6 separate regions of the Mus musculus genome follow, and regions 1, 2, 3, 5 and 6 are each linked to region 4. The links are chromatin contacts, called in public HiChIP or PLAC-seq, Micro-C and promoter capture Hi-C maps. All regions are on one chromosome and are shown on one strand. The core of a region is the stretch at or near the end of the contact, and the rest is flanking DNA. Distances in the headings are between cores, read along the strand shown. Region 1 holds the start of 1110028F18Rik (RIKEN cDNA 1110028F18 gene). Region 2 has its middle 22 kb from the start of 1110028F18Rik. Region 3 holds the start of Cdh1 (cadherin 1). Region 4 holds the start of Has3 (hyaluronan synthase 3). Region 5 holds the start of Cdh3 (cadherin 3). Region 6 holds the start of Zfp90 (zinc finger protein 90).

Region 1 (4,798 bases), core at 246-2,745, 280 kb before region 4:
TTCATCTCTGGCAAATGGAGACAGTTGGTCACCCTAGCACTAAGGGTCATTCTATGTAGATAATGTTATTGCCCTTTTTTCTGTTGCTGGTATTTAGCACAGTGCCTGGTCCACTATATCTTACCCCAGTTTGCCTACTACTGGCCATGGATAATCTTACCACCTCTCAGTTTCCCTAAGAGGAAAGAGGAACCGCTGCTTCCCATGCAGACTTCCCTAATACGAGTAGAACAGTTTGCAACCCGGTGCCTGCCTTGGCCTCTCAAGTGCCTGGCTTGCAATTTTTAATCATCATGCATTATTCAGAACATTTATATTTTGTTCTGTAACTGTAACTATTCCTCCAGTGCTTAGTCTGGAGATTGAGCTGAAAATTGAAAATCAATGGACAGGACCCATAAATTTCACTCAGTTGAGAACTAACTCCAAGGCTCCTATGGGAAGAAATGGCAACCAGAATACTATATAGCCTCCAATGCCAAGAAGTCCAAAATTATCTGCTTGGCAGTGCCACCCATAATCCTAGCTACTGGGAAGACTGAAGCAGGAGGATCACCAATTGGGCTATGGAGCAAGGTCAAAGCCGTATTGAAAATTTAATGAGACTCTATTTCAAAATAATAAGAGAACAAAGCTGCCAGGTTGGTGGTGGTGTATGCTTTTAATCCCAGCACTTGGGCGGCTGAGATGGGTGGACCTCTGAGTTCAAGGCCAGCCTGGTCTACAGAGCAAGTTCCAGCACAGCCAGGGCTACACAGAGAGACCCTGTCTCAACTCCCCTGCCCCCCACCCCCAACCAAAAAAAAAAAAAAAAGGCTGGGAGCTCCAGGGGTGATGCTCAGCTGGCAGAGCTCTTCTGAAGCAAGGACAAAGTCTTGCGGTCCATCCCATAGACAGAATATCCAGGGTACTTGTGGTAGCTCCCCAGAATTAGGGAGTTGGGAATAAAAGAATGAGAAGTTCAGGATCATCCCCCGAGTGCCAGATCAGCCTGGAGTATGAGACCTTAACATGGAAACATGATGGTTCTTTGGAAAGTTGGTTGGATAGTTTTGCTGGGGCAAACATTCGAGTTTGAAGGAACATTTCATTAAAGTGGACCCAGGTGTGAAAGGCTAAGGCGGACTGAAGCAGACACAGGAGAGAGGATGTTCTGCTAAAGCAAGCATGTGAAAGGGCACGTGATGAAGGACTTTTCTTTTTTTTTTTTTTTTTTTTTTTTTTGCTAACATGTATTGGTCTGCCTCCCATTGCATGCTTTGAGCTGCATTTGTTGGGACACCAGAGAGAAATGCACCAAAAAGCTTCTGAGGGTGTGCTGCAGTTTGTTGCTGCTTCCAAGGACTTGGGCTGATTGGATGCGCATGCTGAGGCAAGACCCGTCTGAGGCAAGATATGTGGAGGACACGTGATGTTTGAAGGAGTCAAGGGATAGTAACAGAGGCTGCGCTTGGCTTGCTTATAGAGCTAGCTGTGCAACGCTTATGGGTGTGGCGGCTTTGCTGATGTTCGTTTCCCTGAGAGAGGCATAGCTGAGAACTTCTCCTGGCATTCCTCCTAATCCCTCCGGCTGACTGGAGCCCAGGCTGAAGCCTGGCTGGCTCTGCTAGGTCTTGTCACCACTGTTACTAATCCAACTCTACTGAACTGGACTGCTGGTGTATCCATGAAATGCTTGTGAGTGAGTAGAGCTTCGGCTGCCTGGTAACCTGTGACCTGAACTGATTTCCAGAGAACCTTCCTAAACAGGTCTACTCTCCCCTGACCCCTGTATCCTTTCTTTTTCATTACCTCTGGTGGCTGGTGAGCTAAAAGGGAGGTTAAAGCATCATTAAAAATAGGATTTAAAGAATTAAAGTTACAAGACCTTATCTCAAAAAAAAAAAAAAAAAAAACAAACCAACAACAACAACAACAACAACAACAACAAAAAACTAAAGCAAAACCAGAAAGAGCAGGCATGGCCTGTTGTGGTGGCACATGCCAGTAGGATCTGCTGAAAGAGCAGGCATGGTGACACACACTGTTAATCCTAGCACTCTGGAGGCAGAAACAGGAGATCTCTGTGAGCCAGCCTGGTCTACATAGAGAGGCTTTCTCAAAAACAAACAATCTAACTAATAAATAAGTAGATTAATCAACTCAATTAAATGGGCTCAAACTTTCTAGGGTTAGAAGAAAACTGGGAACTTCTTCTAGGCTTGTTTGTTATCTTAGAGGGGAAACAGAGTTACTGAAGGAAAACCATTTTGCTTTCAGATCACACCAGCCAGTTCCCTACAATATGTTCTGGCTAGCTCCTGGGAATTGAAAAAAAAAAAAAAAGTGAGACACAAAGTTTCTTTCCTCCCTTGACGTTTTTTGAGGGAGGGTTTCATTGTGTAGTTCATGCTGGCTTGGAACTCCCTATGTTGGCCAGGCTGGTCTCCAATTTATAATCCTCCTGCCCCAGCCTCCTTAGGGCTGGAATTACAAGTGTGCATTATCATGCTGGCTTCAAAGTTCCTTATAGTAAGGAAAATTTACACACACACACATCCATGTACCCTGTGCGTGTGCGCATGTACACACACACCCACACACCACACATCACTTCTAGATATAGAATAATATATAGTCTAAGAAAACAATGTTTTAATTTAAAAAATAAAAGCAATTTGGGCACGTTAGCAAACATCTGTAATCCTACTATTTAGGAGATCGAGGCAGGAAAATCAGAAGTTCAGGGCTAGCCTCATCTACATGGTGAGTTTTAGACCAGCCTAGGCTACCTGGAATTCTAAATCAAACAAAGCAAAAGCAGAGTTGTTTGTCTCTAGACACTCCCCCAACACACACACACACACACACACACACACACACACACACACACACACACACACACACACAGTGAATTTCCAGCCCTTCCCTTGGTATCTGTGATTCTATCTAGCCAGGGTGAAACTGACTGTCAAGGAGCTATTTTCATTGGCTGGCAAACTTCAAGAGGGCTTGCCCTTTGGGAGGGGCTTTCTCTCTCCCCTAGGCTGGGTCTGATATTGGCCTGATTCCTCCACACACACACACCCCACTCTGAGAAGGGAGGCAGTCTCTCTCTCTCTCTCTCTTTTTTTTTTTTTTGTTTGTTTGTTTGTTTGCATGGAGGTGACACAGGTTGCTGCAGAGCTTTTGGCCTTAACAGCCGTTCTCAGTCCTGATCAGTCATCACTAAGACCAAAGTTATTTGTACAATGGGAGAGACCTACCACCCCTTATCAGGAGGTCTGACTGACTAACTCTCTAGGCTGGAGAGGGCCTGCTCTCTGTGGACTTGGCTCAGGAAAAGCCCTGGCCACTGAGTAATGTGCACTGTGGAAATGATAATAGTTAATGTTTACTTAACATTTCCTGTCTGCTGTGTTTACTTAGCTTACCGCACCTGGGGTGTTTTGTTTGTTTTCTGTTTTTTGTTTGTTTGTTTGTTTTTCTCTTTGAGACAGGGTCTCTCTCTCTACAGAGATTGGCTACCTTAGAATTCACTATTTAGTTGAGGTTGGCCTCAGACTTCCAGAAATCCACCCAGGCTCTTTCTCTGCCTCTTGAGGGCTGGGATTAAAGGCAAATGCCACCTCACCTGATCCTTAGAGCTACTCAACCACATAGCTGCTTAATTATTTTTCTTGGAAGGATGAAAGAACTGAGAGAGTCCAGAGAGAGGCCTATTTGTTTTGTTTTGTTTTGTTTTTTCAGTGCTAGGTTTGAACCCATGACCTTAGCCTTCGAGGAAAGCATGATACCATTGAGCTAAATCCTCAGTCTCTAGTGAGAGTTTAAATGGCTTGTTCAAAAGCTTGTGACTAAGAGGTGTGTGGTGTCAGATACATGCCTGTCATCCCAGCATTCAGCCGCCTGAGATAGGAGGACTGTGAATTTGAAGCCAATCTACATATAGCAAGACTCCATTTCAGAAAACAGAAAAATGGAGCAAGGGGACTGGAGGGTTGGCTCTGCAGTTAAGAGCACTTCCTGCTCTTGCAGGGGATGTGGGTTCAGTTCCCAGCACTCACATACCTGCTGACAACCTACATGGCACCAGCCACACCATGCACATATATACATGCAGGCAAAGTACTCAAACATATACAATAAAAATAAACGATCCTAGCCGGGCAGTGGTGGCACACTCCTTTAGTCCCAGCACTTGGGAGGCAGAGGCAGGCAGATCTCTGAGTTTGAGGCTAGCCTAGTCTACAGAGTGAGTTCCAGGACATCCAGGGCTATACAAAGAAACCCTGTCTCGATCCTTTAGAAACAAAGCAAACAGGGCTGGAGAGATGACTCAGCGGTTAAGAGCACTGACTGCTCTTCTGAAGGTCCTGAGTTCAAATCCCAGAAATCACATGGTGGCTCACAACCATTTCCGGGTCATCTATGACTACATAGTGGCTAGAGAGATGGCTTAACAATTGAGAGACCTGGCTATTCTTCTAGAGGTCCCCCCCATCCAATTTCCAGCTCTTAATGGTAGGTAACTCCAGTTTCAGGGGACCCTCACTCAGACATACATGCAGGCAAAACACTAATGCACATAAAATAAATAATTAATTAAAATGAAACAAATGAACACCCAAACAAACAAACAAACAAATAAAACATAACACCCAAACCACTAGTAGGGGCTGGAGCACAGAGACCTCAAAGCCTACCCTCACAGTGACAGTGACACACTTTCTCCAACAAGGCCATGCCTCCTCCAATAAGGCCACCTCCTAATAGTGCCACTCCTCATGGGCTAAGCCCAGGCTGATAGGCACCAAGT
Region 2 (4,776 bases), core at 204-2,703, 310 kb before region 4:
GACCGTGGTTCTCTATTTCTTTTTTTTTTTTTTTTCTTTTTTGGTTTTTTGAGACAGGGTTTCTCTGTGTAGCCCTGGCTGTCCTGGAATTCACTCTGTAGACCAGGCTGGCCTTGAAGTCAGATATCCACCTGCCTCTGCCTTCCAAGTGCTGGGATTAAAGGCACCATTATTCATATATATATATATATATATATATATATATATATATATTTTTTTTTTTTTTTTGGTTTTTCAAGATATATCTATTTCTTATGTCAGTCCTTCCAGCCTCTTCTGAGGCCCCTTTGCGTGTAGTGGGCATTATTCCAGGGTCTTTATATTCATTTACATAATAACTACTTTTTAAAAAAATTTCATGTATGTGGGTACACTGTCGCTGTCTTCAGATGCACCAGAAGAGGGCATTAGATCCCATTACAGATGGTTTCGAGCCACCATGTGGTTGCTGGGAATTGAACTCAGGACCTCTGCAAGAACCGTCAGTGCTCTTAACCTCTGAGCCATCTCTCGAGCCCACATAATATCTACTTATTGACCAAATTGTTCTATGCCAGGTACCATTGTTGGTGATGAAAAAAATGAAATTCAGCAAGCAGCTAAAAATCCAAACTGACATGTCAGGGACTCTGTTTTTTTTTTTTTAAAGATTGATTGATTGATTGATTGATTGATTATATGTAAGTACACTGTAGCTGTCTTCAGACACTCCAGAAGAGGGCGTCAGATCTCTTTACGGATGGTTTTGAGCCACCATGTGGTTGCTGGGATTTGAACTCCAGACCTTTGGAAGAGCAGTCAGTGTTCTTACCCGCTGAGCCATCTCACCAGCCCGGACTCTGGTTTTAAAATGTGTAGAGTCTTGGTGCAGTGGCATAGACCTCTAATCCTGGTGCTTGGGTGGTGGAAGGAGGAGGATCAAGTGTTCGAGGCCAGCCTTGCCTATATACTATAGAGAGTATGTGGCTAGCCTGGGCTGCATGAGAAACTGTCTCATAAAAGCTAAATGTGTGGGGCTTACTAAGGAGAAGAGAGAGCTGAGGTAGGGCCAAGAGGAAAGAAACTGGAGTGAGGACTCAGTTCTCGTAGTCAGAGAAGGCATAGCTGAGAAGTGTCTGAGCACAGACTTAGGGAGTGAGCTCACAAGTGTGTGTCTCACTGAGAGGAACAGAAAGTGAAAGCTATATGCAGAAGGGGCTGGCAGGGCTCAGTAGGCAGGCCAGAATGTCTGGAGCAGAAGAGCTGGAGTGGAAGCAAGTGAAGAAAGGGATGGGATGGAGGGCGCCCAATGGCTGGGCATCTTTCCCTGGGTCTGGGCTCAGTGCTGAGTGAAGGGCCAGGCCCAGCCCTGGAAACCCTGGGAAAAGTCCTGACTCAGCTCGCCTCTGGAGCCAGCAAAACCTGATTCTTTCACTGAACCATCCACAGTCACCAACAGGGAGGCCAGGGCCTGCCTGGGCCTGTGTCAGCTGCAAACCTGGCAGACTGGAGCCGCAAGATTCTTTTCTCAGGGCCCCAGGGCAGACTGGGAGCCAGTCAGAAAGTAGAGCCCTGGTTAGCAGTACAGACCTTGTAGTGGCAGGTGTGTGTGTGTGTGTCTTACAGCCTGACTTCTCCCAAATAGCCCAAGGGAGCCCTATGGGATGGTATTTGAGGAACACTCAGTATCAGGGCCTATTCTGACACAAAGCTAAGGTAAGAGGTGCCTGCTGTTATTATTGCTGTTATCTTTTCTTAGGCCCTCTCCAATCCATGGTGGGCCAGGAGCCCTGATCATTCCTTAAATGTCATACTATTCTCAGCCCCCAGCAAGCTGCAGGATGGAGTGGGAATCTGAAAGGGGATGGGTGGGTCAAGAATGCTGAAACCTGGCCCTGCCATTCCTGTCCCCACGGCCCTCTTAGTAAGCTCTGAGGCTAGGAGAGCGGGCAGGGCAGAAAAGGCCTCCTGAGTTATCCTGACTACCACAGCACTCCTGGAAGACAGTGCTGACTCATAGGACTTACTAGAGGGTCAAGGCTGAAACACCTACCCTCACAAGACACTGTGGTTAAGAGTCCCTCCCTCCAAATCAAACTCACTTCTCTCAGGGCCTCTGCATTTGCCTTTTGCGTGGCAAGACAGCCCCTACCTCCTCAGGCACAGCCCAGTGTCAGCTTCTCAGGATGCCATCTTTGAATAACCATCTCAAGAGCTTTTCTTTTTTTATGTATGTACTTGTTTGTGTGTGTGTACATGTGTCGGCTGGAGATGTGGACCAGAGGTTGATGTTGGGTTTCTTCAATTGTTCACTATCTAATTGTCATCATTATTATTACTGTGTGTGTGCATGTGTGGTTTTTGAGACAACGTTTCTCTATGTAGTCCTGGCTGTCCTGGAACTCACTATGTAGGCTTTGCTGGACTCGAACATAGAGATCCACCTGCACCTGCATCCCGGTGCTGGGATTAAAGGCAAACACCATCATCACATGGCCACTTTTTTTTTTTTCTTTTTTTGGTTTTTCGAGACAGGGTTTCTCTGTATAGCCCTGGCTGTCCTGGAACTCACTTTGTAGACCAGGCTGGCCTCGAACTCAGAAATCCGCCTGCCTCTGCCTCCCAAGTGCTGGGATTAAAGGCGTGCGCCACCACTGCCCAGCCACTTTTTTTTTTTTAACCCCAATTTACCTGAAACTGGCTATATAGACCAGGCTAGCCTTAACTCACAGAGACTGCCTGCCTCTTCTTCCCAAGTGCTGGAATTACATATGTGTGCCAACACATCTGTGTGCTGGTTAGCATTTTGTTTGTTTGTTTTCTAATTTAACATAAGCTAGAGTTGACTGGAAAGAGGAAATGTTAACTGAGGTCTCACCTCCATCAGATTGGCCAGAAGGCAGTTCTGTGTGGCACTTTTTTCTTCTTTTTTCCCCCTCTATTTTATTATTTATGAGTATGAGTGTTTTGCCTGCATGTATGCATGTACGCCATGAAGGTCAGAAGAGTGTGTCAGATCCCCTGGAACTGGTGTTGCAGACAGTTGTAAGCTGCCATGTGGGTGCTAGGAATTGAACCCTGGTCATCTGCAATAGCAACTTACTTTCTTTCTTCCCTTCTTCCTTTCTTTCTCTCTTTCCTTCCTTTGCATCATTTCTTTTTCTTTCTTTTTTTTAAAAGATTTATTTATTTATTTATTTATTTATTTATTTAGTATATGTAAGTACACCGTAGTTGTCTTCAGACACTCCAGAAGAGGGTGTCAGGTCTTATTACAAATGGTTGTGAGCCACCATGTGGTTGCTGGGATTTGAACTCAGGACCTTCAGAAGAGCAGTCAGTGCTCTTAACCACTAAACCATCTCTCCAGCCCCCATCATTTTTTTTTCTGAGACAGGGTTTCTATATATAGTCCTGGCTGTCCTGGAATTCAATCTGTAGACCAGGCTAGCTCAAACTCAGAGATCCATTTGCCTCTACCTCCCAAGTGCTGGGATTAAAGGCATGTTCTTCTATGATAAGCAACCTACATTATTATTATTATTATTATTATTATTATTATTATTATATTTATTATTATATGTAAGTACACTGCAGCTGTCTTCAGACACACCAGAAGAGGGCATCAGATCTCATTATGGATGGTTGTAAGCCACCATGTGGTTGCTGGGATTTGAAATCAGGACCTTTGGAAGAGCAGGCAGTGCTCTGAGCCATCTCTCCAGCCCCGAGACCTACATTTTCTAGGTCACTGGTTAATGTGGGTGGGCCCAGCCCACTGTGGGTGGTGCCATTCCTGAGCAGGTGGTCCTAGGTTGTACAAGCCATGAGGAGCCAACCAAAGAGTAGCATTTCTCCGTGGTCTTTACTTTCGTTCCTGCCTCCAGGTTCCTACTTGAGTTCTTGCCCTGGCTTCTGTTCATGATGGACTCAAACTTGTAAGTCAAATAACCATCCCCCATGTTGGTTTCGGTCATGATGTTTATTGCAAGGGCCTGAAAATCACTGAAGGAAGATCCCAGGCTCAGATAGTATGCAAAACCAAAGAGCTTTTATCCTGCAGAAACAGCCAACATGCAGGGGTCAACCATTCTTTGAAACGGTGACCCCAGACAAAGACACACAGGCCTTCTGATAGGGAACTGGGGGAACTCTCTAGAAGGATTAGGTAATCTAAAATTTCATTGGTGGGTGCTGGTGGGGGGGTTGTCACAGGTGTAGTCTGCATTCAACCATGTGATGACACAGAACTGCCCAGCACAGATGGCCCATTCTGAGATAAGATATTTCCCATTTTTGTGGTTATCTGCAGGCTGTTTTTCAGAAGGGGGTTTTATGATCTTGTTCTGGATTTTATGGTCTGTCCCTGGAGCTGGTGTCTTATGGCCTAGTTTCTAGGACTTATGGTCTGTTCTTGGAGCTGGTGCCTTTTGGCCTTTTTTTTTTTTTCCTAAATCAGGTCTGGTCCTTAAATGGAGACAAACGGGGCTTATGTTGCCCTTCCATTTATCGCAGCAGTAGAAAGCAAAGCAGAACACACACTTACGTTACTTTTTGAGACAGGGCCTTTTCTTTTGAACCTGAAGCTGATTCTGCTAGACTGGCTGGCTAACAAGCCCCAAGGATCTTCTGTTTCCACTCCCCTGTGCTGGAATTTCGGGCACACAGTACTCTACTTGGGTTTTCATAATGGCGTTTGGATCTGAACTTATGTCCTTAAGCTTCGTAGCAAGACACTTCCCATTGAGCTATCTCCCTAGCACATTATTATTATTATCATTATTATTGTATTATTTA
Region 3 (4,474 bases), core at 467-2,966, 270 kb before region 4:
TATGTGCCTATTATAGGCACCACCATACCTGCTTTACACTGTGCTGAGGGTGGTACCCAGGGCCTCATGTATGAGCTACATCCCCAATCTCTGTTTTGCCAAGGTTGGACCAATAGGAATGAGAGATGCCTTTGTTTTCATATATCCAAGCAACACGGACATGGCAGGCCATAGGCAGACAGGGAAACTAATCTAATATTTGTCTATTTTATTTTTGATCCTAAAATTATGTACCAGGGACAGAATTCTCAGGTGCAGGTGGCTATGCCATGACTATGGTATTAAACGTCTCAATCTCTGGAACAGGAGAGCTTGAGTTCTGGACTTTCCTCCTTTAACACGTTGACTTGCTACACGATATCAAGTTGTAGGTAAATAACAGATTTGAGTAACATCTCTTCCAGCTCAGATGGGAGAGGGCTGGAGAGATGGCTCAGCGGTTGAGAGCATTGACTGCCTTTCGAAAGGACCGGGTTCAAATCCCAGCACCCCCATGGCATTTCACAACTGGCTGTAATTCTAGTTCCAAGGGACCTGACATCCTCACACCAATACACATAAACAAAATAAATTATTAAAAAATAAAACCCAACAGAACAACTGATGAGGAGGGCTGGAGAGATGGCTCAGTGGTTGAGAGCACTGGCTGCTTCCAAAGGACCCAGGTTCAAATCCCAGCAACCACATGGTAGTTACAGCTGTCTGTAATTCCAGTTCCAGGAGATCTGATACCCTCACATAGACATACACGGAGGGAGAACAATGTAAGTAAAAGATTTAAAATAAAAAGCAACAACAACAAAACAAAACAAAACAAAAAACCTGATGGATGTGGGATGCATAGGATGCTGCTACTTGGGGGTCCCAAGGTCAAAGCCAGTCTGGGTTACCTAGTCCTGAGAACTGAAGTTAAGAGAACAGATTTTAGCCGGGCAGTAAGGTAGTGGGTACCTGTAGCTCCATCCCAGAAGTGAGAAGGCTGAGTTTGAACAATGATGAGTTTAAAGCCATGCTGGGCTACATAGCAAGGCTATGTCTCAAAAGGGAGCCGGTCAGGTGTTAGAAAATTAGATTAGCCTGGTCTGGTACCCCACTTGTGCAATCCCAGCATTCGGGAGACTGAAACAGGAGGATGGCTAAGACTAAGACAATTCCAGGCCCACCTGAGTTGGAAAACAAACAAACAAAAAAGCTACCAAACAAAATAAAACCGTCGGAGAAATAGCTCAGTCAGTAAAGGCCAATGGCGGCAATGCAATCCCAAGACCCTCTTGGTGGAAGAAGAGAATTGACTCTTGAAGGCTGTCGTCTTATCTCCACAATCGGTCTGTGGCACGTGCGTTTGCGAGCACAGGATCGCGCTCTCGCCCGCGCACGCACCCCTCCCCCCATGTTAAAATGTCATTTAAAATCCCTAAGCAAACAAACTCATCCAACCAAAGAAAATAAAAACATAAGAAACAAAACGGAAACCTAGATGATGAATAAAGTCCTTTGTAACTCCATGTCTCCGTGGGTCAGAGCACAGCTAGGCTAGGATTCGAACGACCGTGGAATAGGAAGCTGGGAAGTCTTCTAAGGCCGGCCCCATGCCACCAACTACAGACAGGGGTGGAGGAAGTTGAGGGCCCTGCAGTTCCTTGGCTGCCACCTGCAGGTGCGTCCCCAGCCAATCAGCGGCGCCGGGGGCGGTGCCTGCGGGCTCACCTGGCGGCCGCAGCCTCTGCGCTGCTCACTGGTGTGGGAGCCGCGGCGCACTACTGAGTTCCCAAGAACTTCTGCTAGACTCCTGCCCGGCCTAACCCGGCCCTGCCCGACCGCACCCGAGCTCAGTGTTTGCTCGGCGTCTGCCGGGTCCGCCATGGGAGCCCGGTGCCGCAGCTTTTCCGCGCTCCTGCTCCTGCTGCAGGTATGTGGAGGGTCCTGACTCGTGCCCCATGATCCGCTTCGCTGTGTTTTTCTGCCGGCTGTGGTCCCGCTTCCCTTCTTCCAAGAAAGTTGGGATCCGGAGGGCCAGATCGCCCTGGGCGCTGCGCGGTGCGGGGCTGAGTGCGGTGGAGTGGGAGGGAGGTCCAGGCGGGCGCGGAGTGGTCGCCTCTGGCGCAGGTTCCCAGGTGGGGGCGCGCCACGCTGCCGGCTCCCGGGTCCCCGGGTTGAGCAGGGTCCCTGTTTGAGACAGAGGAGGCGTGGAGCAGGATGGGGGCCTGCCTGTAGAAGGTGGGGTGCTGAAGTAGCGCGGACGATCCGAGATAAGGGAAGGGATTTTAGTATTATAAAAGCACCTGTCCTGTTAGGGAGGGACCGTAGATTGGGGTACCCGAGAGGAGTCTGCGGGTGTGCGTTGAGACCGTTCGCGGTCGAAGGAAAGTGGTGTCCGGAAGAGTCAAGGCGTCTCCAGTGAGATGCAAATGGAGCTAGGAGAGGAAGGTGGACTAGGTTGCCAGGTGGTGGCCCCAGATGTCCCCTCCCCCAAAGGCTTTTGGAGCTTGGCGGCTGGTTTCGGGATGAGCGGATAGCGTCCCTGTGTGCCCTGAGGGGGGTCCTCCCCACTAATCCCGGCGCCCGAGGCGAGGGAAGGGTTACCCTTGGTTTCGGTGTGGGCTGCTGGGAACCCCCTCAAGTCACCAGTTTGCTTACTTTACCTCCATCCCAGGTCTCCTCATGGCTTTGCCAGGAGCTGGAGCCTGAGTCCTGCAGTCCCGGCTTCAGTTCCGAGGTCTACACCTTCCCGGTGCCGGAGAGGCACCTGGAGAGAGGCCATGTCCTGGGCAGAGGTAAGGGAAACTGATGGTGTTACTCGGCCGAGTGGGGTCGGGTAGTGAAGGCGCCAAGAAATCGTGCTACCATGCTGGTAGGGTGGAATGGACAAAACTCTTCCTTGGAATTTACGGCAGATTTGGGAGTCTTATTTATCGATTGTGGTTGATCAAGGTAGATATGTCTGGCTCTGCTATTTATACGGGGCAGAAATGGGCCAAGGGTATTTAGAGGTCATCGGTATTCCTCCAACTGATTACTGGAGCCGGTCTATCATTTCAGACCGCCAAACCTGCTGGGTAGAGCCAGTTGGACTGTAGTTCCATTTAATGATGAGCAATTGGAGGCTCATAGAGTGACTTCACAGGGTCAGCAGGGCAGGCATTTGAACCGGGATTTGACTCCCACTATTTAGGTATAGTCACTGAGGAACCGGTTCATAATGACTTGTGGTTTTTGTTCATAAGGATAAAAATACTCGATACAGGTGCTGCTTTCCCAAGGAATAGGTTTTTTTTGTTTTGTTTTTTTGTTTTTTTGTTTTTTGTTTTCTTTAAGAAAAAAAAAGAAAAGGTAGCTCTGACTCATACATTCAAACACTCAATATATATTGAGGTCTTATTGTGATAATCTAGAATTTTCTTTGTATAACTGTAGGGAATGGCTGGGAGCAAGGCAAGAGGACCAGGTTTTTGTTAATGTTGTTTCTTTTTTAACTATTTTCCCTAGTTTCTAGGTGCTTCTTTTGCACCAAAATGACCTCCCCCCTCATGATTTTAGTTGATCCCCAAAGTATGATAAACAAAAAGCAATAATTTTAAAAGGAGAAGTCACACACAATCCCTTTCTGGGAATAGATTCACCGAGGTTCTTCTTCCAGTCGTAAGCCACCTGAAAAATCTACAGCACTCATGATGGTGTCTAAAAGTTTGCTGTGAGCTTTGGAAGTTGGGTCCAGGTTTGGTGGTGCACCTTACAGAGAAATAGCGGCCCGACTGGTTGGTCTTAACTTGCTTTTCTGAGATCTGACTGGTTTTGTGGAGCTTTCTTTGGGTCCAGAAAGGCTGCAGCCCTGTGGTCCTGAGGTTGGAATGGTCAGGGATCCTTCAGCCAGTCTCCACGTGACTCTTGCCCAAGGACGAATCTGAGCCTCTGGTAGGTTGCTGAGAGCAGGGAGCATCCGGCCTGCCTTCAGTGGCACGTTGGGATGGGCTAGCGAGGCATGAGTGTTCTAGGATGTTTCCAAGGACCGCAGTGAGTGTCTGAGAATAAATAAGTAGACGTCGTGTCACTCAGGGTTGAGCTTGGTGGGCTTGGAGACAGGAATGCTTATATATTAGGGATCAGTGCAAGTCCTGGTGGCTTGCTGATGCGTATGTGTGCCTGAGTTACGACAGTCTTTGGTAGCAGTGCTAAGGATGAAACCTTCAGCCTGTTGTTACATGTTAGCCAGGCACCTAACCACCAGTGTGTTGGTTGGGTCGATTTGTTTGTTTATGAGACAGGATGTCCCTGTGTGACATGGGCTGGTCAGAAATTCACAGTTTGATTTTCCTGCTTCAGACTCCAGTGCTGGGATTCCAGGGTCACCTTGACGCTGACCCAGCTTTAATTTACACCTCTACGTGCTAGTGTCTGGTCACTCACACCACTGCATATCAGTGACAAGATCACTTAAAAACTGATAGTACCACCTGCTCACTCACGCCCCTTAAGG
Region 4 (4,476 bases), core at 360-2,859:
AGCTCAGCACACATGACAACATGGGTCAATACCAGCCGTTATTTCTATATCTTATCTATTTATCGTGGATGTGTATATCATTGTGTAGAGGTCAGAAGAGGACTTGAGCTAGTTGGCCTTCTCCTTCCAACATGTCCCAGAGACTGGAACTCAGGTTTGGTCCAAAGTGTCATCACTCAAAGAGCCATCTCAACAGCCTTTAAGAGCACACTCTTTGGAGCTGGGGCTAGAACTTTGACAAAGCATGCACAGAGCTCAGGATTCAGTCCCCATCAGTGAATAAACTGGGTGTGGTGGCCCTCATCCTTCTCTTCGGAGTTAAAGAGGATAAGAAGTTCAGGTTTATCTATCCTTGGCTATATGGGAAGTTCAAAGGCCTATCCCGGGCTACAGACTCTGTCTCAACAAAACAAACTCACTCACTGCCCAGCCCTTTAGCCCATGCAGTGGTGTTTCTCCTGAATGAAGCAGGGTGAAAGGTTTTGATTTTGTCTGTCAGGGTGGGAGTGGGCGGAGCAGGGGCCCAGGGTGGCTGTGTTGTGGATTCTGTGGCTAAGTGACCTATGGGCATGTCTGAGAGGGATGGCTTCCTGACTGGAGCAGCTCACATGCCTATTAAATTGTTTCCGCCTGCGAAGTTATCTCTGACGGTTGGAGGACCCATAAATTCATTTTTAAAACTAGTCTTTAATTACAATTTCTCTTCAGGTTTTTCTGAGATGTAAAACCTCGAGATCTCCAGCTGGTTCTAGAGTTTCTACCTCTAACAAACACTCTTCTCCCCTGGACTCCCTCTCGGCTTCACCTCACCGGAGGAGTCTACACCAACTTCCAGGGACCACGGAACTGCCAGCGAGGATGTCGGATGGGGACCTAAGAGGTCGGGACGTGGGAAAGAAAGGTGGGGAGGAAGAGCCGTTTGGGCTTTAAGACCGGAACCTCCTGGATTCCTGCTAGACCAATCTGCAGCTTTTGCAAACAGCCTTAAAGTCATCAGCGCCCCGCTGCGGAATTCAAAGCTCAGCTTGTCATAATAGTTAACACCTTCTTTGACCAGCCTCCTTTTATTTGACAATTTTTCTTTTCTGTCCCTCTCTGTTGCCACCGGGAAGGTTTTTAGGGAGTCCCCTCACATAGCGAGCCGCCCCTTGGCGTTCAGAAGATTTTCTGGGGTAGCCCGTTTGCAGGGTGAGTAGGTTTCCAGGTTTCGGGAGCGGGGCGTGGGGGCGGGGATGGACATGAACGATTTTGTAGGTCCCCACTGGTCATCCGGAAAGTTAACGATGCTTCAGGTACTAGGCTAGGGACAATGACAGCCTTTCCAAGGCTGCTGGCCCGGAGGTCGGCGTGGAGCAGCTGAGCCTTGGGCTGCACTGGGGGTCCCTAGTTTTCTAGAGGCAGAGGTTGCGACTCTCGATTCGGAGGGGCTAGGTCCACGACAGACCCCGAGTCTGGCGAGCGCCAGCCGGTGGCCGGGCACCGGGCGCTCCCGCGGGCTCCGGGAGCCCTCCCACTCTTGCCAACTTTCCCTGCCCTGGTGCCGGAGGAGGGCGCCTTTCCCAGTGGGTCGCGCGCGATACTTAAGGCGGCTCTGCTGGGCAAGGCGGTCGTCAGTCGGAGCCCCAGCGGCACCGTGGAGGCAGTGCGCGGCGGCGGGAGCCGGAGGAGGAGCATGGAGCCGCCGCGGGCCTGCTGAGCACCGGAACGCCGGCAGCCGGCGGCACGGTGAGCGCACCCAAGGGGCCGGAGCCTCTTACCGCGACCTGGGGACCCTGGGGCTCCGGCCGCTCAATGCTTCCCGGCGGCAGTCGCTTGCACCATGTTCCCTACCCCCTCCTCCCTTTCTTCCGACATCCTGGGCTCCCGCAGCCTCTCCTCCCTTCCTCCCTTGCGGCTCTTGTTTTGTGAATGAATTGGGGGTGGAGGGAGGCTGTGCGGGGAGCGAGGCTAGAGTGCCCCTCCCCCCAACTCACGCCCGCAGGGGGTTCACACCTGCGGGGACACCGAGATCTCCAGCGATCTGGTCCCTACAGCACAGGTTTGTGAGATGAGTTCCTCCTCCTTGCCGGTTCAGAGAGGTCCAAGGGTGCCTAGGAGAGATTGGAGGAGCTCCAGCCGCTAGTGCAAGTTTCTGTACTGCCGTGCGTGAGCCCGGCTGCAGGGCGCACCTGTCAGTGGGAGAGTTGCTGTTAATCTTGCAGCCCTCAAAGTTCTACTGCTGGGTAGGGAGGTGTGCGTCCTTGCCTGGAGGTTTTTATTTCTTTTCATTGTCCTATGGGACATGGATCCCGTAAAGCGCCCCCACCCTCGTGCCCTTGAATCTAAGTGCGCCTTAGCTAGCCTGGGCGAGCTTTCTTGGATCTCTTTTGAGAGGATGGAGGAAGCGGCCCAGGATATAAGATCACATTCTGGTTAACCGGCTTGGGGAAATACAGTGTCCTCTCTGGGCAGAGGACCTCAACAAGAGCCCGTGCCAGAGCCTGACTGTACATAGAATATCCAGCTGCAGAACCTTCCTGGGTCTTCTGTAGGGAGATGGGTACCTCTTAATTCCTGAGGGGGAGGGGGTCTGGCCCCCGGATGGAGGGGGCTGGCAACTGCAGGGATGCTGCCTTTGTTTGCAGGCACTCCTTTGCCAAGGTACCTGGGGCCCTGAGAAGATGAGTAGGGTCTGGGCTGGCAGTTGTTCCTTGGCTTTTCCGTTCCTTCCCAGCAGAGTCGTGGGAAACCTGCACGTGGGTGTGGCTGTGTGGCTTTAGCCAGCGGGGTGAAGCTCAAGCCGGGTGAGGAGCGTGGCGAGAGCTTCCTTAGCTGCCTTGGACCTGACCGGACAGCCTCTGGAACTGCACCGAGGCGGGGCGCCAGGACGCAGGTTGCTGGGCCAGCCACAGCACCTCCCGTCCCTTCCCAGAACGAGGCGGGCAGTAGGGCCCGCAGCGTCCCCTATGTATCAGCTCTAGCTGGAGACTAGGCAGGGGACGTATGCCTGGGGCTCCCTGAGCTGGGTGTGTGCAAGGAGGGCTGGGAGTCCTACAGAGGAAGCATGCGGCGGCTCCCGGGGCTGGTAGGGCAGGCCGCCCAGAGGACATGCTTCCCGGAGAGGCCAAGCTGCCAAGAGTTCTTTCCAATCTACACTGCTGGAAGAATGCTTTTGCGGATTTAAGCAGTGACTGTTCCGCACCCATCCTATGTGATGGATATCTCTGGCAGCAGAGTCTATTCCTATTGGGATGGTGCCTGGATTCAGGGAGACCAGGATTGAAGCAGGTTTCCGAAGTGAGGGGTCATTGTCTAAAACAAGGATTCTCCAATCTGGACAGGTAGCTAAAGAGACAGGAATGGAGGGCAGCCGCTCCTTCCCACACTGCTTCCTAACGCTCCCACCTGGGAAAGCCCTTAGGGGCTAATGTGCATCCATTGTCAGGGAAATTACCTGAGATCTGAGAAGCAAGGAACCATTAGCATCCCTCTTGGGGACATGGACAGTAAGTCTTTGGGCAAGGTCAGGAAGCCAGGAGGCAGTGGAGCGTGTCCAAACCTTGGTCTCCGATGTCAAGTCCTGGGCTCCTCTCATTAATGCACAGTTGTTCCCAACAGGATGGGGGCTAGAAACCCCAACTTAGTTACAAATGGGAACCTACACTGTTTGAGTGGCTGGGCCGGAAACATGCCGGCAAGCCTACCAGGACACTAGGACCAAGTAGGCGGAGCTCCCCAGCAGCCTTCTCTGCAGTGCTTGCTGCAGTCCCCTATAGCTCAGTTGCTGGTCTTACAGCAGGGCTGTCCACACCCCAACTCCCCTCTCCCATCTCTTGGCCTTTTCTCCTGCCTCTCAAGTAAAGAAAACAGTGAAAGCCAACCCTGCGCAGTGTCTTACAGAAGGGTGGAAGAGAGAAATGATTTGTGTCTGTCTGCCTCACACCCCTTTTACATCCCCTGCCCCTGTTTTCTCCATGGGCCTTTTGCTGTGCTGGGAATGGTCCCCTCCCAGGGTACACTTAACACTTAGAGGTGGTAGCTGTAGGCCTTGGGCTGCCCCCTGACCCATCTTCTCCCACACTGCCTGTAGAGCTGTCCCCTCTATGCCCAATGTCCCCACAGAAGCTTATGGATTAAGAGCTTTGGGTCAGGTAGATCACACCTACCATATCCCAGGGGACTATCTGGCTTGTCTGTGATCAACACTATTCTACTGCCCTTACATGTCACGTGTTTGCTCCTGGAACATGCTATGAGGTTAGTTGTATAATACATTCTATGGGTCAAATAGCTGAAAGGGGAGTGGGTCAGTTAGAAATGTCAGAACTAGGACTTGAACCCCAGCAACTTAGGCTCTGAATTTCCAGTGGTCTTAAGTCAAGTTCAGTAAGAAATAATGGTTTTTAATAATGGGTCATTTCTTTTGTCTTGGGCCTATCTTGAGAATGCTCAAGCTTTTTTGACAAGAAATGCTGAACTTGCTGGGCAGTGGTGGTG
Region 5 (4,505 bases), core at 1,718-4,217, 360 kb before region 4:
TTTACTTAATTAGGGCCTGTATCCTGAGGCTCGTTTGTGTTTAACTGTCTGCCTAATGGTTTCGTCTGGCTCCGGGCCGGCGCTGGGGGAACTTTGGGGGTGAGGATAGGTCGAGCCACCCTGTCCCCTCTAGGTTAGAGCATTGAGCAGCTCCAGCGGGCAGCTAGGATTTGGCAAGCGTCCCCAGCAGGAGAGCTGGACCACTAAGCTGCCTTGGGCTTTTTCTGCAAGTTGCCACCTCCTCCCACAGTGCTAGGACTGCGCGGATCACTGAAGACTCCAGAGATGGCAGATGCCGGCTGCCCGCAGCGGCGAAATTGAAGGATTCTGACACTGCTCATTCTCTTAGTTGTGGAACTGGGAGCGCTAGCCAGTTCCCTAGCTGGCGAGGCAGAGAAAACTAAATGAGCCGCATCCTAGAGTCCTAATACCGACACCACTGGGCTCTTGCTCAGTGCCAGCTACTGAGTTCAGCGTTTTTAACACGTTCATCTGTTTAATCCTCAAGTACACATCTTCGTTTAATTCTAATACAGCCGAGCTCCTCTTCCTACCCCCCCCCTCTGTGTGTGTGTGTGTGTGTGTAAGAGAGAGGGAGAGGGAGAGATGTGTGTTCATGAGTATGAGTAGGGGCCACGTGCATTGGCCAGAGGACAGTCTCTGAGACAATACTATCTTTCACCTTGTTTGAGATTGGGTCTCTTTGTTTGACACTGTATGAACCAGGCTGGCTGGCCTGCTGGCTTCCTTCTGCCCTCCCCCCATCTCTTCATAGGAGATCCTTACAGATGGGCTACTGCCATCCACATTCCGTGGAATCTGGGGACTTGAACTTGGGACTTACCAAAGCACATTATCCACTGAGCCTTCTCCTTTAGTCTAGTCCTTTTTTTTTGAAACAAAGACTCACTATGTAGTGTAGGCTGTCTTTGAACTTGCAGTAATCATCTTGCCTCCACACCCCGAGCAGGGATTAAAGGCACACCCCTCTCCTGGCTCTAGTACAGTACTTTCAGAGGGTAGGTATCAAAATAATCCCAGTGACAGCTGAATAGCCTCAGTAAGAGGTGGGACCCGAGTCTAAATCCCACACAGTAAATCGAGTAGAGCCAATGCTTGCCTGATTACATCATAAGTTCTACTGCTCAGCCAGAGACTTGGGTAGAAAGGACAGGTAGGTACAGGTTAATACTTGAAGGCAAACAAAACAAAACAAACATAAACTTCTAAAGCTGAGCTAGCTGGAGAAAAAGCATCATCCTGGGATTCTCTGGAGAGCAATGCAAGATGAGGCGCACTCGGAGAATGGGGGTGGGGGGATACGTTGGTTCAGAAGGCTTGTCTCATCCAGGGCTGAGGCTGCAGCTCAGCAGTGGAGCACTTACTTGCCTGGCAGGTGTGCAAGGTCATGCGTTCAATCTCCAGCATTGCAGAGAGGAGGGGCAGGGGATGGGGGAGAGATGCCTTTACAGGGAAAGGGCACGGGGAATGGGGCCGTTGGAACCTGTGCATGGGGTGGCAAGTCTTAGTACTAGGTACAAGGTCTTAGTACTAGGAAGGTAGAGGCAGGAGAATCGGAAGTTCAAGGCCATCCCAGGTGCATAGTTTCAGGCCAGCCTGAGACACATTACACTTTTTTTAAAAAGTCATCATTGTTAAGCTGGTCATTGTGGGTCATTGTCTTTTATTCCAGCAGTTAGGAGCCAGAGACAGAAGGTTTGAATGAATTCAAGGCCAGCCTGAGACTACAATGTGAGAGTCTGCCTCAAAACAAAAGAAAAAAAAAAAAAAACCACACAAACAAGCAAACACAAAAAACGGACAAAGGAGATGGTTTAGCAGGTAAAGCACACTGGAGAAATGGCTCAGAGGTTAAGAACACTGGCTGCTCTTGCAGAGGTCCTGAGTTCAATTCCCAGCAACCACATGGTGGCTCACAACCATCTGTAATGGGATCTGATGCCCTCTTCTGGTGTGTCTGAAGACAGCGACAGTGTACTCACATAAAATAAATAAATACATAAATAAGTGTTAAAAAAAAAAGTTTGGGCCCAGCAGGTAATGCACAATCCTAACGACCTGAGTTCAATCCCAGAATCCATTTAAAGGAGGAAGGCGAGAACCAACTCCACAAAGTCGTCCTCTGACCTTCACATGTGTGCGATGGGCCATTCATACATGACAATAATAAATAACGCAAAAATCTCCATTGTTTGCATTTAACATAAAATTAAGGAAACAATTATATTTGGAGAAAGAAAACATTTATATTGGGGGTGCCAGAAATAATGGGGCTGATAACAAATAGCTTGTGCCCTACCTCAAGCCCTTTGAAGTTACTATGGCTTCCAAACTCTGGGACTTTCTGTACTAGCTGCCTTCCATTTGTCCAGCTGCAAACGGAAGTTACTATTCTCTCACACGTGTATCAGATCGCGTAGCGCGGTCCTTTGAGACCTCGATGCCACTTTTAAAACCCGGGAGCGCTCCCCCGCCCCCGCCCCTGCCCCTCCCCGGCCTAGTGTGGGAGGTAGAGAAAGTGGCAGAGGGCAGACCCCTCTGTAGCGGGTGTAAAGACACGCCCTGCCTTCATCAAAGCTTTGAACACAGCGCCTCCGGTAGCATGAATGGGGAGCCTCTGTTTTTTTGTCGGGTTTCAGATGCGTCTCCACTTTTTTTCCGTTGTAGCTGCCAGCAATGGAATATTTGTCTTCCCGTGCTGCAGAGGCTGAGGTGGAGTGGATTGGGGGGTTTTGTTTTGTTAGATTATTTTCCATCGAAGCCAGAGACTGCGAGAGCCACGGGGTACCTTTCAGAAGTAGTTCCAGAAGAGCAGGGAGGCCGGTGGAGGGCACCAGGGAGGACCTTTAGGGCTTCGAGAGTGCCTTCGGCAGGCTGGCCTCGACCCCACCTGCGAGGGGGCGGGACCTTGTGACGTTGGACCAATCAGCAGCTACCTGAGCGCACCTGGCCTCCTCCCGCGGGCTCCAGCGAGCCGCGGTGCTCAAAGCTGCACCCGGAGCTTAGCAGAGCGCGCCCCACCGTCGCGGCAGCCTTCTCACCTCCCTTCAGTTATGGAGCTTCTTAGTGGGCCTCACGCCTTCCTGCTCCTCCTGCTCCAGGTACCACAGTGCTTTGCCATGGTCCTGACCCGGATTGTTCCCTGGAGGGCGGGTGGGGTTCTCACGCTGCGGGCGTCGGGGGAATCTTAGGGCTGTGCTCCTTGGGGCCAAGGTTGTCCCGGAGGGCCCCCCCCCCAGGACTCCCAAGAATGGGTGTACAGAACCAGGCATGCCTGTGACTCAGCCTCCTCTTTAACCCTTCTACCCTCACACTCAGGTTTGCTGGCTACGCAGCGTGGTCTCCGAGCCCTACCGAGCGGGCTTCATCGGGGAGGCTGGAGTGACCTTGGAGGTGGAAGGAACTGACCTGGAGCCGAGCCAAGTTCTGGGGAAAGGTAAGACCCCTCCCGGAGCCAGCCTGGATGGAGCCACAGTGCGGAAGACCACACGTGCTTCGCTTTACTGTGGCGCATCGGAAGGTTGTCTAGAGCAGAGCTGGGACGTCTTGGAGCCACCCCACATCCTCGGGAGGCGTAGAAAGTGGCTCCCGGGCTGGGCTGGGCGCGAGAAGGCTGAGCAACGGTGCGCCTACTAACGTCCAGCTCTTCTGTGCCTCGCTGCTACTGTTGTTGCTTATCTTGACCTCTCGGTGCCTCGCGGCTGAGCCCCTCACCCAGCCCCGACGTGGAAAACTCTCCCGCCCCGCCACAGTAGAGGAATGCGCAGTGCACATTCCTCCCGCAACCCCCGCGCAGGTGTGGAGATGAACCGTGCCCTGAGCAGCCCCCTTCGCCCCTTCTCTGGCCCCCTTTGTGAACCGTGCTTTGTGTCTCCGACAGACAGACCCGGTCTGTTTCTCTTCTCCAGGCTGCCCTCCCCGCCCCCCTTCTTCCCGGGCAGCTGGAATGCACTCTTAACCCTGCCATTCCCGGAGGGCCTGCGCCCCTGCAGCCTGCCTGCGAATGGCCTGGCACACCTGGGCGGAGGGCATCACGCACCGGGAACACTAGGTCCCTCACTCCAAGCGTCTTGGTACTAGGATGTTAATTACTTGAGTCGCGGGGGAAGGGGGGAAGGCAGTCTGTGTCCCAAGCCGACCAGTGAGTGAGCGAGCGAGCGATCAAAGCACATTTTGATCTTTCTGTTGCGATTTTCTCCACTCAAGTTCAAAAACTTAAAAGTGGAGGGTCATTTCGGTACTGAGAACCACCAGTGTGTCATGAGACTCGGGCATCTATCAGCTGGTTAGCGGGCTCTTTGACTACAGAGGACAGTGGGATTTTTCTCGGGAGTTTAAACCCAAGTTGTTAAACTCGGATCCTTAAGTAAAGTTCCAGAGAACGTGGGAAGGGAATCTCTAGTTTCTGCTGACTTCCAAAAAGCATCTGCCACCTAGCATTTTCTAGTGCTTCTCACTCCAGGTCCACACGTCCACAGCTTGAA
Region 6 (4,786 bases), core at 106-2,605, 460 kb before region 4:
TACTGAAAGTTCTGCCTTAGGAATCCTTCTAGGGTCTCTTAAACTTCTGTTTTGTGCGTATCTGTCTGCTACTGTTGTCTAGTGTGGAAAGTATTTGCAGAGTTTCCAAGGGGTTTGTTGTTATTTATACTTTCTCCGCCCCCGCATCCCAGCAAAAATCCACAGAACACTGTGATAAAAAGACAAATAGTAACAGGTGTGGGTAGGAATGTTGAAATCTATATGCTGTTAGTTTAAAAAAAAAAAAGATGGAAGTGATACAGCCTCTTTAGAAAACATTCACAGTTCCTTCAAATGCTAAACATGGTGCTACCAAATCTCTATAATTCAACTTCTCTGTATCTACCCCAGATCAATGAAACTGCACCCCCATAAACGTGTGTACACACATATCCTCTGTAATGTTGCTTTGAAGATAAAAGCATAAAATCTCACAGTGTGAACAACGCAGACGCTACCAACTGATGAATGAATGTGGTACACTCGGGCAATCAGATCTTTCATTCAGCATTAAAAAAGAATGGGATAGAGACTCCTGTGATGTGAATGAACTCAGAACCACTGTAATAACTGAAAGAAGCCAATCATAAAACTTCATATTGCCTGATCTTATGAGATACCCAGAAGAGACAGATTTGTCACAAAGACAGCACAGGTCAGTGGTTGCCCGGGATCGAGAGGAGGTGGGTTAGGACGAGGGGACGGTTATTAATGTACATGATTTTTTTTCTTTTGTGGCTAATTAAAATGTTCAAAGAGGAGACTACAACGATGGTTGTGCAACTCTTTTTATGTACTAAAGTCTATTGAATTATACACTTTAGTCATTCGTGCATGCATTGTTTATTTATTTTGGCTTGTAAGACCAGGTCTCTTGTAGCCCAGGCTGGTCTTGAACCACAGTTTAGGATAACCTTGAACTCCCGATCCTTAGCCACTTGTGTGCTAAGAGAATTGAGAATTGAGTCTACAGAGTGAGTTTCTGGACATCCTGAGCTACACAGAGGGAGAAAGAGGGAGGGGGGAGGGAAAGGGAACGGGATGGGAGGTGGAGGAGAAGGAGAAAAGAAAAGAAGGAGCGGTGAGAATTTCTAGAAGCTCCAACACACACACACACACACACACACACACACACACACACACACACACACACACGACAAAAACTTTGAACCTTTCCAGCAGCTCCAGAAAACACACATACCAAAGAAAAACTTTGAACCTAACCTGCCCGCCTTCTTGTGCTCTTACTGCAGCCCCCCACTAGGAGGCAGGACCTCTGCAGGGCGGGCACGCGAGGATAGCTGGGAATCGTAGTTTCTGCACCCGTGGATGGGCAGGCGCGAGGATCATTGTGCGCAGTCGCACTCGTGGCTCTGCGCCCGCCGCTGTGGCCATTGTCCGACCCTGTTGTTGCAGAGCAGTACTGCCGGGAACAAGAAACTGCAGCGGGCGCTAGAGGGGCGGACCTGAGGTCGCGGATTCCGAAGCCCCGGAGGCAGATTCCGAGTGCAGTGGGTAGGAGGCTGTCCTCCGGGCCTCGCCGACCATCCTGCGGACGGACTGGGCGTGGCCGGAGGAACTGTCCCGAAGCTGTGGGGCCTTTCATTTGGCCTTGGGAAGAGCAGCAGGAGAAGGCGGGGCTCCTCCCCACGTTTCGGCCGAAGTGGCTGCAGAGCTGAAGGGGTGGGGCCTCGGGGTAGCCCGGTGAGTGGATCCTGTCCTCTCTCCTCAGCCCTGGACCATAGCCAGCACACACTGAGGCAGGAATGGCCCCGAGACCTCCGACGGCCAAGCCCCAGGTGAGCCGAGCCTTCCCCCACCGCCCGGAGCATCCCACCCTGAGAGGCCCCCGGAGTCTGTATGGAACAGTTATTGGTATAGGTATAGAGAGTCTTAGTTTGGATCGCTTTGAGTCTCCTCCTCTGGAGAAAACCCCTCCCAAAGTGCCCAGCCCTGGGCAGAGCAGGATTTCTGAAAGGATGGAGTTAAAGAGGAGACTAGGGAAGTGCGATCTTGTGAGAGGAAGTGTTCTGGGGGTGTCAGCACTGAGACTTTATTGCAGTGTGCACTTCTTAGAACTCTTCAGTGAGGAATGGAGGATAGAGGGACAAAATAGAAAAGCCCCCTGCTTCCCATCCAAAGGCCATAAAGAGATAGTAGGGGGGCAGAAGAGACCTATTAGAATAAGAGGCCGGTGAAGGTTGGGCGCTGAGTCGGAGACCACCATTACAGCCAAACCTGGTCAGACAAGCTCCAGCTTTTCTTGCCCCCCCCCCCGCCCCACTCGTTTTATTTTCCTTTCTTTCTTTCCCCATTAACAAATGTATAATAGTGCGCACCCTCCATAGCCCCGGCTTCAGGTTAATTAGTAAGAGACAGATTTATCAACCCACTTTTTAGTTGTAGCAAAAGGGGCATTTTCTGGACATAAGCTCTGAGGCTGTCCGTTTTACTTTGATGAGAACATAATCTGAACTCTCTTTGGAGTTGAAGGTAAGAACTAGGACTATAGCTCAGTGGTAGATCACTTGCCTAGTATGTGTGAGGTCCTAGGTTCAATTCCCAGCACCTCCTGGAAAATGATAAGGATGGGCTGGAGAGATGGCGCTCCAGTTAAGAGCACACACTGTAAGCTTTTACACGCTGCTCTTGCAGAATTAGTTTCGTTCCTAGTACTCACGGCAGGAAGTACACATCCACCTTGTAATACAGGTTAAAGGGGACCTGATGGCTCTGGCTTCTTGGATACCTGCTCTCACAGGAACAAAATTGTTAGAAACGGGGGAAAAAAATCTCAGCTCAAGGCATTGAGGAAGAAAGGATCGCACAGAGTTGAAAGAAGCCTAGCAGGGCTCTGAACTCTTGTAAAAATGGTCCAACTGAACCAAAACTGAGCTAAAAACCACAGTTTGCCAGGGTGACTTCCGTCTTTTCTCCCTCACAGAGGTGGTGACTGAAACTCATCCCGTTAATTGAAGCTTGATCCTATAATCTGACACGATTGGCTAATTGTTGCAAAGGGGAAGGCTTGGGGAATATAATATGGGCCTTTATAAGGCTATTTTCGTGAGGGGAAAAAGGGTTTGCACAATACCCACAGAGAGACCCATAATATAACAAAATACTTTTAACAGTAAGCTACAAGTTGTAGTTGCTACAGGTATCATATAATCAAGTTCAATCTAGATAAAAATACTAACAGTATCTTTTAAGGTCAGTTTATAGAGTCCAAAAATGTAGCACAGTCAGTTGCTATGTATATCATATAATCAAGTTCAATCTAGTTAAAAATACTAACAGTGTCTTTTAAGGTCAGTTTATAGGGTCCAAAAATGTAGGGCAGTCAGTAGAGTCGCTGCCTAGAGTGCAGGGAACCCTGGGTTTACATCCCTTCATGAACTGCACACAGCCTGGGGAGAACTAGAGAAGTCACCCTTGGGAAAGAACATTGATCGAGGTCTAGAACAGTGGCTAGGAGTATTTTCTGTAGAGCTGAGGGAAGGCCATGCACTGTGGTGAGGATGTGCAAAGCAAAAGGATGCAAAAGAGAGACAAGTTAATAAGGCAAGGAGTCCATGTGACAGGAACCGAACTGCCGCCTTCTGCCTTTTGTGGATCAGCAAGTTGCTGCCTGGTTGTGTTGTTTGCAAAGACCCACACAGGTGATGATGATGGTGATGGTGGTGATGATGATGATGATGATGTTCTAGATTATTTTAGACCTCTACCTCCTGCTATTCTTTCCAGGCAACTGAATCACCTTCTCTTTAAACTTTGCTTCCTATCCTATGCCCTGTGCTTCTGTCTAATGGGAAAAAAAAAATCAAATTGTAGAGCTAGAGATGGCCTCAGCTGATACAATGCTTACCTAGCATGAGCCAAGCCCTGGCTTCCCTCCCAGTGCCACAGACACCAGATGTTGTGGTGCGCGCCTGTAATCCTGCTGTTGGGAAGTAGAACCAGAAAGATCGGAGGTTCAACCTCGACCACATAGTGTGCTGGAGATCAGCCTGGGATACACGAGAACCTGTCTTAATAATTATAAATGGGGCTAGAGAGATGGCTCAGCAGTTAAGAGCACTGACTGCTCTTCTGAAGGACCTAAGTTCAAATCCCAGCTACCATGTGGTGGCTCACAACCATCCGTAATAAAATCTGATGCCCTCTTCTGGGGTGTCTGAAGACACTACAGTGTATTTACATATAAGAAAGAAAGGAAGGAAGGAAGGAAAGGGAAAGGGAAAAGAGGGAAAAAGGGAAAAGGGAAAGGAAAAGGAAAGAGAAAAGGTTGAGAGTACTGACTGCTCTTGCAGAAGACCCAGGTCCATTTTCCAAAACCCACAGAGTGGCTCACAACTGCCTGTAACACAGCTCCAGGGGATCTGATGTGTTCTCCTGACCCTCATGGGTTCCCGCATGAACACAACGCACACACATACCCTCAGATACACACACATAAATGAATGAGCAGATATTTTTAAACATTAGTGAATACATAAAAAGCAATTTGTAGATCAATGTGTGTAATGGTTCATAAAGCATGCGTGTAGAACGTGTGTAAAACATGGACAGGGAGCTCCTAGGTATGTACACCAACGGTTGGGAATGATTATTGGGAGAATATATGGGGATAGGAAGGCTTGGTGATGGTGGTGTTCGCCTTTAGTCTCAGCACTCGGGAGGCAGAGGTAGCTGGAGTTCTGTGAGTTTGGAGCCAGCCTGGTTCAAGAGCGAGTTCTAGGATGGCTAAGGCTGTAACGGTGAAAGAGAACGGGAGCTGTGATCT

Evidence for each region. Promoter capture Hi-C pulls out the DNA fragments that hold promoters and counts their contacts. A called contact is a pair of places that touch in the nucleus more often than the background predicts. HiChIP or PLAC-seq counts read pairs in DNA pulled down with a chosen protein or histone mark.
Region 1: a FOXA1 HiChIP or PLAC-seq map of pancreatic cancer cells shows a contact between it and region 4. The contact joins the promoter of 1110028F18Rik here to the promoter of Has3 in region 4. A contact is called at or near these places in 5 of 39 promoter capture datasets (the 3T3-L1 cell line, embryonic stem cells, liver and 2 more) and 1 of 115 datasets of contacts at active chromatin or transcription factors (pancreatic cancer cells).
Region 2: a Micro-C map of embryonic stem cells shows a contact between it and region 4, with 3 times the contacts expected there. The contact joins the enhancer-like site here to the promoter of Has3 in region 4. A contact is called at or near these places in 3 of 39 promoter capture datasets (embryonic stem cells and stem cell-derived epiblast-like cells), 21 of 484 Hi-C or Micro-C datasets (the HL-1 cell line, embryonic fibroblasts, embryonic stem cells and 5 more), 2 of 115 datasets of contacts at active chromatin or transcription factors (embryonic stem cells and pancreatic cancer cells) and 1 of 9 other capture datasets (embryonic stem cells).
Region 3: a contact with region 4 is called in a promoter capture Hi-C map of embryonic stem cells. The contact joins the promoter of Cdh1 here to the promoter of Has3 in region 4. A contact is called at or near these places in 2 of 39 promoter capture datasets (embryonic stem cells and liver).
Region 5: a contact with region 4 is called in a promoter capture Hi-C map of the SN4741 cell line, with 3 times the contacts expected there. The contact joins the promoter of Cdh3 here to the promoter of Has3 in region 4. A contact is called at or near these places in 3 of 39 promoter capture datasets (the SN4741 cell line, cranial neural crest and stem cell-derived epiblast-like cells), 1 of 484 Hi-C or Micro-C datasets (embryonic stem cells) and 1 of 115 datasets of contacts at active chromatin or transcription factors (embryonic stem cells).
Region 6: a contact with region 4 is called in an H3K4me3 HiChIP or PLAC-seq map of embryonic stem cells, with 3 times the contacts expected there. The contact joins the promoter of Zfp90 here to the promoter of Has3 in region 4. A contact is called at or near these places in 13 of 39 promoter capture datasets (3T3-L1-derived adipocytes, cranial neural crest, embryonic stem cells and 8 more), 6 of 484 Hi-C or Micro-C datasets (the HL-1 cell line and embryonic stem cells), 13 of 115 datasets of contacts at active chromatin or transcription factors (T-cell acute lymphoblastic leukemia, astrocytes, bone marrow-derived macrophages and 5 more) and 2 of 9 other capture datasets (embryonic stem cells and macrophages).

Annotation. Positions count from the first base shown.
Region 1 is chr8:106,585,648-106,590,445 of GRCm38.p6, forward strand. 1110028F18Rik (RIKEN cDNA 1110028F18 gene) reads left to right here and starts at 1,496. Exons shown (of 3, transcript NR_045470.1): 1 at 1,496-1,770.
Region 2 is chr8:106,562,603-106,567,378 of GRCm38.p6, forward strand. No RefSeq gene overlaps it. Among named protein-coding and RNA genes, the nearest start is that of 1110028F18Rik, 22 kb to the right of the region's middle. Within about 2 kb of position 1,454, at least 137 of the 459 cell types and tissues checked have an H3K27ac peak or open chromatin away from gene starts, as enhancers often do. A contact at or near this core is called in the HL-1 cell line, embryonic stem cells, epidermal suprabasal cells and 3 more, where this site is marked.
Region 3 is chr8:106,601,634-106,606,107 of GRCm38.p6, forward strand. Cdh1 (cadherin 1) reads left to right here and starts at 1,717. Exons shown (of 16, transcript NM_009864.3): 1 at 1,717-1,909; 2 at 2,654-2,774. The coding sequence starts at 1,862.
Region 4 is chr8:106,869,227-106,873,702 of GRCm38.p6, forward strand. Has3 (hyaluronan synthase 3) reads left to right here and starts at 1,610. Exons shown (of 4, transcript NM_001331048.1): 1 at 1,610-1,725.
Region 5 is chr8:106,507,885-106,512,389 of GRCm38.p6, forward strand. Cdh3 (cadherin 3) reads left to right here and starts at 2,968. Exons shown (of 16, transcript NM_001037809.5): 1 at 2,968-3,122; 2 at 3,340-3,457. The coding sequence starts at 3,075.
Region 6 is chr8:106,413,972-106,418,757 of GRCm38.p6, forward strand. It overlaps Zfp90 (zinc finger protein 90), which reads left to right and starts at 1,356. Exons shown (of 4, transcript NM_011764.4): 1 at 1,356-1,799. The coding sequence starts at 1,767.